Regions from separate parts of the Oryctolagus cuniculus genome. Here region 1 is linked to region 2. Evidence: chromatin contacts called from public Hi-C data. All regions are on one chromosome and are shown on one strand. The core of a region is the stretch at or near the end of the contact, and the rest is flanking DNA. Distances in the headings are between cores, read along the strand shown.

The links. Hi-C and Micro-C count contacts between places; a contact is called where the count stands out from the background.
Region 1: a contact with region 2 is called in a Hi-C map of an unstated tissue, with 2.6 times the contacts expected there. The contact joins the promoter of LINGO1 here to the enhancer-like site in region 2. A contact is called at or near these places in 2 of 6 Hi-C or Micro-C datasets (ear pinna and an unstated tissue).

What each region holds. Positions count from the first base shown.
Region 1 is chr12:108,266,405-108,270,346 of mOryCun1.1, forward strand. LINGO1 (leucine rich repeat and Ig domain containing 1) reads right to left here and starts at 2,064. Exons shown (of 4, transcript XM_070054640.1): 1 at 1,554-2,064.
Region 2 is chr12:107,619,421-107,623,766 of mOryCun1.1, forward strand. PEAK1 (pseudopodium enriched atypical kinase 1) reads right to left here. Exons shown (of 9, transcript XM_070054636.1): 9 at 2,182-4,346. Among named protein-coding and RNA genes, the nearest start is that of TSPAN3, 24 kb to the left of the region's middle. Within about 2 kb of position 2,056, at least 1 of the 8 cell types and tissues checked has an H3K27ac peak or open chromatin away from gene starts, as enhancers often do.

The DNA.
Region 1 (3,942 bases), core at 814-3,313, 650 kb after region 2:
CCCCCCAACCCCCACCAGCCAGGCACGCCTGGATCTCCACAGGTCACCCAGGCATGAGCTGTTTGGCCCACGGCAGGCTCCAGGCCAGAGGTCTCGAGAGAACAGGTAGGGTTCCTCACAGTCCAGACAGAAGGACATGCCAGGCTGGTGGGGGCGGGGGGAATCCCTGAGCTCCCTGATGTGCAAACCTGCCCAGCAGAGCCAGCCAGACCCCGGCCCCAGGAGGTAACCGAGCTGGGCTCCCGAGGTCCCTCAGCTCAGACAAGGACCTCCGCTCAACGGCCTCCAGCAGTCCCATCAGGGAAGGTGTTTGGGACACGCAGTAGGAGGGAAGCCCCGGGGAGCCCTGTGGCCAAGTCAGCGGTGCCGCCTGCCCCACACAGGACCCCTTCACAATGGAAGGGACTGGCCTGACACAGGAGACCCCTCGGTGCCTCCAAACCCTCCTGGGTGAAATGGACAGGTGTGCCCTGGCTCCTGCCCACTCCCCAGCAGGCGGGGATGCAGCAGGAGATGCTGGGGTGGGAGCAGGGCTTAAGCCGGCACGCAGATCCAACCGGCACTGCCAGACCCCAGGGACGCAGGCAGACCGGCCTGCCCAGCACCGCTGCCTCCAGACTCACACCCTGGGTGCCAGGAAAGAGAGGGCTGCCAGGGGCCGCTGGGGACCCCAGGGGCTCTACCCCCCGCAACCTCAAGCTGGAGGGAGTCAACGCAATCGGCCATCCGCAGCTTCCGGGGCCCCACGCGGACATCTCCCCAGCCAGTCTTCCTCCGCACCGGCTGGGCGGCCTCCGGGTGTGGGCAGGTTCCGAGGCCCCGCAGCAGAGTACGGGGAGCCGAAAGACCACGGCCTCGGTGCCCAGGGCACCGCGCCAGCAGGTGCCCCCTCTCGAGCCAACTGTCCCGCAGAGAAGCAGCGCGGGAGACACACAAAGGCAGGCACACAAGGGCCACATCTCCTCCACTCTGGCCCCGCAACCCCCGTGTCTCTGGCCTGGTTGCAAAGACTCGGCTTCCCGGCCTGGGGAACGTGGCCACGCGGTACCAGCTGACCCTGGCGGGGTCACAGGAGCCCGGCGCCCGGAGCGGCTCCAGCCAGACGCCGCAGGGCCGGCTGGGCATCCCGGGGAGCCGGCGGCCGCGCTGGCTGGGGCAGAGGCTTAGCGCACTCGCGTGCCCGCCAGGGAAGAGGCCAGAGTTCCACCCCACACCCTTAAAGAGCCTCCCCGCCCCCTCCCGGCCTGCCGCGCCCCGGGGGCTCCGCAAAGTTGCTCCAAGTCGCAAGGCTTCTGGTGGCAGGTGCGGGTTGAGGCGGGGCCGCGCGCAGGCGGGAGCGCGGTCACGGCCTGAGGTACAGAGCGCGCACCCCCCAGCTCCGCGCGCGAGCGCCCCCCACGGACGCGCACTCGACACCCGCACCGCTGCCCCCAAGGCTCCCGCCCAATCAGAGGCCGCGCACGCGGCGCTGCCGGCGCCCGGACCCCCTGCTCCCTGGCCTGCGTCCCCGCGGCCCCAGCCTCGCCGCAGCGGCCCGGCCCGGCCTCACTCACCATCCGGGGCGCGCCGTCCGCGCGCGGCTCTGCTCCGGGCCCGCATCCCCCGGCTCGGCTGCGCTCCAGTCCCGGCTCCGGCTCGGGTGCCCGCTCCACAGGGCTCGGCTCCGAGATGGTGGCAGCGGCGCGAGCGAGGCAGGGAGGGCGTGTGCGCGCGTGAGAGCGCGGCGTGTGCGTGTGCGTGTGCGCGGGAGGACCCTGCGCTCCCCGGCGCGGCCGGCTCCTGCCTCCAGCTCTCCGCGCTGCGATGCCGGCAGAATCCCTAACGCGCGCTCCCGGCCGCCCGGGCGCTCCCACCCGCGCACACCGAGCGCGCTAGGGCCCGCCGCCGCCTCACCGGGGCTCCGCACTCCCGGGCTCGCCCTGATGGGGCGCTCACAAAGGCCCCCGGCCCCGGCCGCCCGGAATCCCCAGAGCGCGGCCCTGCGCCCTCTGCCGGGCCGGCCGCTCACGTGCCCCGCCGCTCCCCGTGGGGACCGCGCGGGCGCTCGGCTCCTCCACCACGCCCGGCCGAACCCCAGCCCTGGAGCCCGGCTCCGCTTCCGCGCCCCCACCCGCAGGCTTCGGCCCCCCGCCCCTGCGCCGCCGCCCGCGCTGCGTGCTCTCGCGCCCCCTTCTCCTCTCGGCCGCCGCCGCCTCTCCGCTTCCTCCCCGCCCGGCTCCCCCTGCCCGGACTCTGTCCCGCGTCTGTCGCCGCCGCCCTCTCCCGCGCCCCCCGCCCCGACACCGCCCGCGCCGCCTCTCACATCCTCCGCAAGACACCGGGGCCGCTCGCGGGGCCCGGGGTGGCGCGCGCACTGGGCAGCGAAGGGACCCGCAGTGCCCCGGCTCTGCTGTCCCCTGCGCCCCCCGCTCACTCCGCGGTTCCCGGCCCCTGGCTCCGGCCCGGCGGGTGGCGACGTCCCGCGCTAGCCTCGGCGACCGCCGACACCTCGCCTTTCGCCCGGGCTTAAAGGGATAGCGCACCCGCTGCACCTGCCCCACCCCAGGGCGCCGGAGGGCGGCCCAGCCGCGCGGGAACAGCACGGGGCGGCGGCGCGGGCGGCGCCCGGCCCGCCACAGCCGAGCACGGTCCTCCGGGCCTGGAGGTGAGTGGAGGAGGAGGACGGTGGGGAGCTGCCCGGACCACGCCATCCAGAGGGCGCTCGGCGCTCCTTGGCGGCCGAGCCTGGTGTGGGACCGCATGGGCTGGGCGCCCTGGACTGCAGGGTCGGGGACGAGGTACTGGGGAGCAGCTGCCCCGGATCTGAAGACACCTGCTGCGCTGGGAGGACCCAGGTCGCCTCCCGCTCCTGCTGTGTGACCTTGGGTACTCGCTGACCCCTCTCTGCCCCTCCCTTTACCCTTTTGTGGAAGGAAGGACGTTGGCTTCCATCGTCACTGGGGGGCGACTCCCACAGGGTGTTCGCCTTTCTGGGGGCTAAGGGCTTGCCTTGAACCCCATCTCCTCCTTGCTCGTGAGATTTGGGGTGCTGCTAGGTGCTCAGGGAACCAGGGGACAGGGGCAAAGCTGTGCGGTACCAGGACCTGCTGGGTAGGACACTCTACAGTTTGCAAAGTTCCTGTGTATTCCGGCTCTCTCTCTCTCTCGACCCTCGTGACACCCCCTGGGAAGTAAAGTGCACCCCTGGGCTCTGGGCAGCAGCATTTTCTCACTCCCACCACAGACACCTGCAGGGGGAAACCTTTCATTAAACGCCCATCGTGGGCCCATCCTATGGGGGCCTGGGACGCAGGTGATATAGGAAAGCAGGGAGCGGGAGTTGTGATGGAGCTGTAGGGAGTAGAGAAAATTCGGGCAGGCTTCCTGGAGGAGGTGATGTTGACGCCAGGTATTGGAGCATGTGTAGGAGTTGGCCAGGCAGGAAGGAACAGAATGGGCGTCCCCGCCGGAGGAGAGCCTGTGCAAAACCTGGAAGCGGGAAATCGGGAGTGACGGGCAGACTGGGGCGCAGACAGACTGGGGAAGCCTCGGACTGAGGCGTTTCAACTTCTCTTTGGGGCAGCAGTGAGACTCCACTTGGCAGATCCGGGTGGAAACCTCCCGCCCCGTGCCGGGGGCGCGGCTAAAGGCTCCCCAAACCCAGCAGCTGCGGAAGGAGGCCTCGCCTCTCCTGCCGCCCGATCCTAACCCCTGCTCCAGTCTGCGACCAGATGCAGCACAGCCTCCCCCTGCTGCCCGGAGCTGGAAGTGTAGGAAACCCGGAGTGTGCGCAGTGGCGGGCGGGAGCCCAGGACGCTGCACACCCTGCACCCCTGCGTCTGAAGTGGCCCTGCAGAGACCCCCGGCTTTGGGTGAGGCAGACCCAGTGCTAGCCTCCCTGTCACGTGGGAGCAAACAGCAGGTGACCGTGGGGGATTCCTGCCCGGGAAAGGCTTGGCCACG
Region 2 (4,346 bases), core at 806-3,305:
GCCCCGCCCTGGCCGCTGCGGCCATTTAGGGAGTGAACCAGCAGATGGAGGGTCTCCGTCTCTGTGACTGTACCTTTCAAATAATTAAATCTTTTTTTTAAAAAAATTTTTTTTTGACAGGCAGAGTGGACAGTGAGAGAGACAGAGAGAAAGGTCTTCCTTTTGCCGTTGGATCACCTTCCAATGGCCACTGTGGCCGGCGCACCGCGCTGATCCGATGGCAGGAGCCAGGAGCCAGGTGCTTCTCCTGGTCTCCCATGGGGTGCGGGGCCCAAGCACTTGGGCCATCCTCCACTGCACTCCCGGGCCACAGCAGAGAGCTGGCCTGGAAGAGGGGCAACCGGGACAGAATCCGGCGCCCCGACCGGGACTAGAACCCGGTGTGCTGGCGCCGCAAGGTGGAGGATTAGCCTAGTGAGCCGCGGCGCCGGCCAAATAATTAAATCTTAAAAATATCGTCAGAATAGTCATCAGATGTGGTGGCTGAACAAAGTGAGGCTGCAGGTGGAGCACGTGGCTGGGGCCTGTTTCCGTGACCGCGTCACCAATCACAGTGTGGGCCCGCAGAGCCCCCCACCCTCCAGGGGGTGGGAGAGAAGGGAGGCGGAGGGGGGGACACTCAGGCTGACTGGCGTGCAGGCAGGGGAGCAGACCACAGAGGGCATGGCCTCTCCCGCTCCCAGCAGGCCGGGGACTTCTCTAGGGACCCCTCTCCCCTTTGTCCCCACACCCTCTTCCCTCCCCCGGCCTGGCCCCTCTCAGATCCCAAAGCCGACCATCACCAGCGGTGCAGACCTACAGGTCACTCCCACGCACCTTGCAGCTGCGATGTGCGCATGCACAGAGGGCCCGCGGGGTCTGCAGGGAGCCAGGCTGTGCCCAGGCTGCGGCGTCTGCGAGGCCTGCCAGCGTGAGAAAATTGGATCGCGGCGATCATCTCCCTCCCGCCTCTGCCCCCACCCCGGGCCAGCCCCGCCCCGCCCACAGTGGGAATCCCGAGTGTGAGTTTCCTTGCCTGCGGCTGCTCCTGCCCACAGCTGGTGACCATGACTGCGGTTCTGGGCCCCTAAAGCAGGAAGCGGAGCCCAGGCTGGCTCCAAAGGCCGCGTGGGCTGTGGGGTCGGCGCGCTCCTCTCTGGGCAGGGAAGAATCCGAGGTTCACTCTGCAGGCGTGTGGATGCCAGAGGCCCTGGCCAATGTCCACGGTGCCGCTGCGGCTGCACAGCCCAGGTCAGGGAGGAGGTGGTCTCACCGGGAACCCCCTGGGAACGGCTCTGGGGCTCTCCCGGGTGCTTTCTCTGCGGGGTGCACAGTACTGCCCACAGGACTAAGTGACCCCCTGAAGAGCAGAACTCTGGTTCTCTCTGGCCTGTCCCACCCAGAAGAGGGCCCCCATCCTCTTGGGCACTCACACCCGCAGCTCGACGGCAACCCCAAGCCCAGTGCACCCAGCCCTGGCTGCCTCCGTCCTGGGGTCCGCCCTGCGGGAGCCAGGGGAGGGGCTTTCTCTCGCCACTCCAGCCGGGCCAGGGGACCACAGCTGTGCCCTGCGGCCGGTGCTTTTTTCTGTTGCTGACCCTCCCTCCCGGGCCCAGGTGACACCGTGAGTTCCGGGGTGCGCCCCGGAGCAGAAGAGCTGCAGCCCCTGGCGGGAGGCGGTGACCACTATCAGGGCCGAGTGCAGGGTCTCTAAGCGCCCACCTTCATCCTCGTCACTGTGATAAGCAGGCAGCTGCCGCCAACACTGCTAGTCACTGCCCACTGCCTACACTGAAGCCAGGTGGCCTCCCGTCTCTGCCACTGAAGTGCCAGCCTTGGTGAGGGCCCTGCCTGCGACCGTGTCTTTAAGGACCAGGTCAAAGGCACGCGGATCCTGGCGAAGCTGCCTCCAGGCCCTGTGCCTGCCCAGGACAGAGGGGCAGCCAGCGGCGCCTCTCCAAATCCAGCGAGTGGGTGGCCTGCCACTAGGGGGCAGCCTCACGCAGCAAACCTGTAGTCTGCGGGCTGGGAACGGCCCACTGCCTTTTCTGAGATGAGAGAACAAGGCATCCCTGCCAGGAGGAGATAAGGCGCTGGGTGGCTAAACGCCGTCATCTCCCGCTGGATGGATGGGGTGTCCGCCCACGGCCATGGCTGCAAGCGTGGAACCGTCGCCAGGAGAACCAGCCAGGAGTCGGCTTGTCGTGTGTATGAAAATGAGTTTATTTACACAGTTACATGATGCCACGGAGTACACAGCAAAGTACCACAGCAAACCAGAGGGTGGCGCCCCGGTGGCCGAGGGGACTCTCGGGGGTGAGGGGGCAGGTGGAGAGGCGAGGCCCTGGGAAGCGGGGACGCGGAGGGACTGGAGGGAGGGCTGTCGCGACTCGCGTCGCCGGGGCGGCCACTTGGTCTCCGCCCGCAGACGAGCCCTCACCACTGTGTCCGCACGCACAGCACTCTCTGGAACTGGTGGGGGAAGGGATGCCCAGGGACTGTGTGCAGCGTTTCCTGGAGCAGTGTGGTTTAACCTTTCCGAAATGCTACCCTGAAGCCATCGGGCTGGCTCAACATTCAAGTCATCGTGGGTGCAGACACACACACACACACACACTCACACACACGCACGCACACCCCAACAGGCAAAGTGGGTTCTCTGGACTACAATAATATTCGTAGCAAAATATATAACTCTGTACTTCTGCTAGGTTAAAAAATTCCCGACCTCTTTTGATTCCCTGAAACTTTCTTGATTAGGGAAAAAATTAAAAAAAAAAAAAAAAAGCCCACAAGGGGGTGGGTGGGATGGGTCCAAGGTGAGAAGCTGGAACGTGGTGGGGGAGGGGAGACCCTCTGGGTGGGCCGTCCCAGGCGCGGGGCCCAGCTGCCCACCCCGGCGGGAAGCTGCCCCGGCGCCGCTGTAACAGCCTGTTCTGATCTCTCACGGCTGCGGGGTGGGGGCGCTGGGCGGCTGGGTAGCACCTGTGCGTTCTGGGCACGGAGGGATGGTGGTGACGGGCGGGGAATGCCTCTGCAGGAAGCTTTATAAACATGGTGCAGTTTGTTAAGAATGTCCCAAGGGCTGTTTAAACAAACTTATTGAAACTATCATGACCTCTAGTTTAAAAAAACAAACAAAGAAACAAGGAAAACCCTTCAGCTCTCGCTGTCACCGGGGTCCGGTGCTCCCCAGCTGAGGAGTGGCCGTGGCCGTGGCCGTGGCCGTGGCCAGGACTGCCGGGTAGCAGGAGGGGGCCGGTCTCTTCTCCCCAGTCCTGGAGGGCTCTGTCTGCTCAGGGTTTCATCATCATCTTCTACGTTTTTCTCTTAATTTACTGCATGGGCTTCTTAACGGACTTCTTAACAAGAAAGCAGGTGTTCTGAGGGTTTGAACACCCTGCCGCGGTCCGTGTGCCAGCTCCCTGCCCGTGGGCTTGGTCCCGGCACAGCTCATCGCTGCCGAAGCACCAGGACAGAGGCTGTTTCTTTGGTATAATCCCTACCTAGCGGCTTGCACTGCAGCTCCTCGGACCTCCCTGGGGACCCCGGTTCTGGCCCACGGAGCCCACTCCCAGAGCTCGGCAGGCACGGGCAGCTGGACTTGGGCGCACACATCAGCCGGAGCGGCCCCTCGGTCCGGCCTCGCACAGCACTGTAGGCCTTGGGGAAGGAGCTTCAGTGAGGTAAAACTAACATTCCAGCCTCGTGGGCAGCCGTGCTGCGGCTCATCAGGCTGGACTGGCACGTCCAACCCTCCGCAGCCAGCGAGGGGCATGGAAGTGGGGCCCTGCGGCCCTCCGGACAGCTGGAGCCGCGAGAAACAGGCGGGGCTAGGCCTGGCCAGCATCTCCTCGGCCCCCTGCTGGCGGGACAGGGAACAGGTCCTAACCGAGGCACAACCTAAGGCCGGGCACTCCTGAGACCAGAGCAAGAATGACCTACATGTGGGAAGCTGCCCGGTGCCACGCAGTGCGTCCCAGGGGTCTCACCTGGGAATTACACGGCACTGGGAACTCGACAGGACAGCTTTAGTCTGACTCCCAGAAGTGTCCTGAATGTTCCTCAGGCCTCGGGTGCCTTGGCTGTGGCCCTCCGTGGTCACGAACCGACTCGGAGTTTGGCAGGAACACGGGTCCCCTAATCTGATGGTGTTCAGCCCCCATGGGAGCAGGTGGGGCTGCCGGGTGCCCGGGCTGCCCTCTGCCTCATCCAGCTCACCTTCTGAGGGCACGCCCTGGACCTCACTGCCGCCGTGCTGGCCTCCAGTTCAGACCTGGCCCCGGAGCCGGCGGGGCTCATCCTGGGCTCTGGTGCTGAGGTCCCACAGGTTACTGCGACCCTCTCGGATCAGCCCCGGGCCTCCC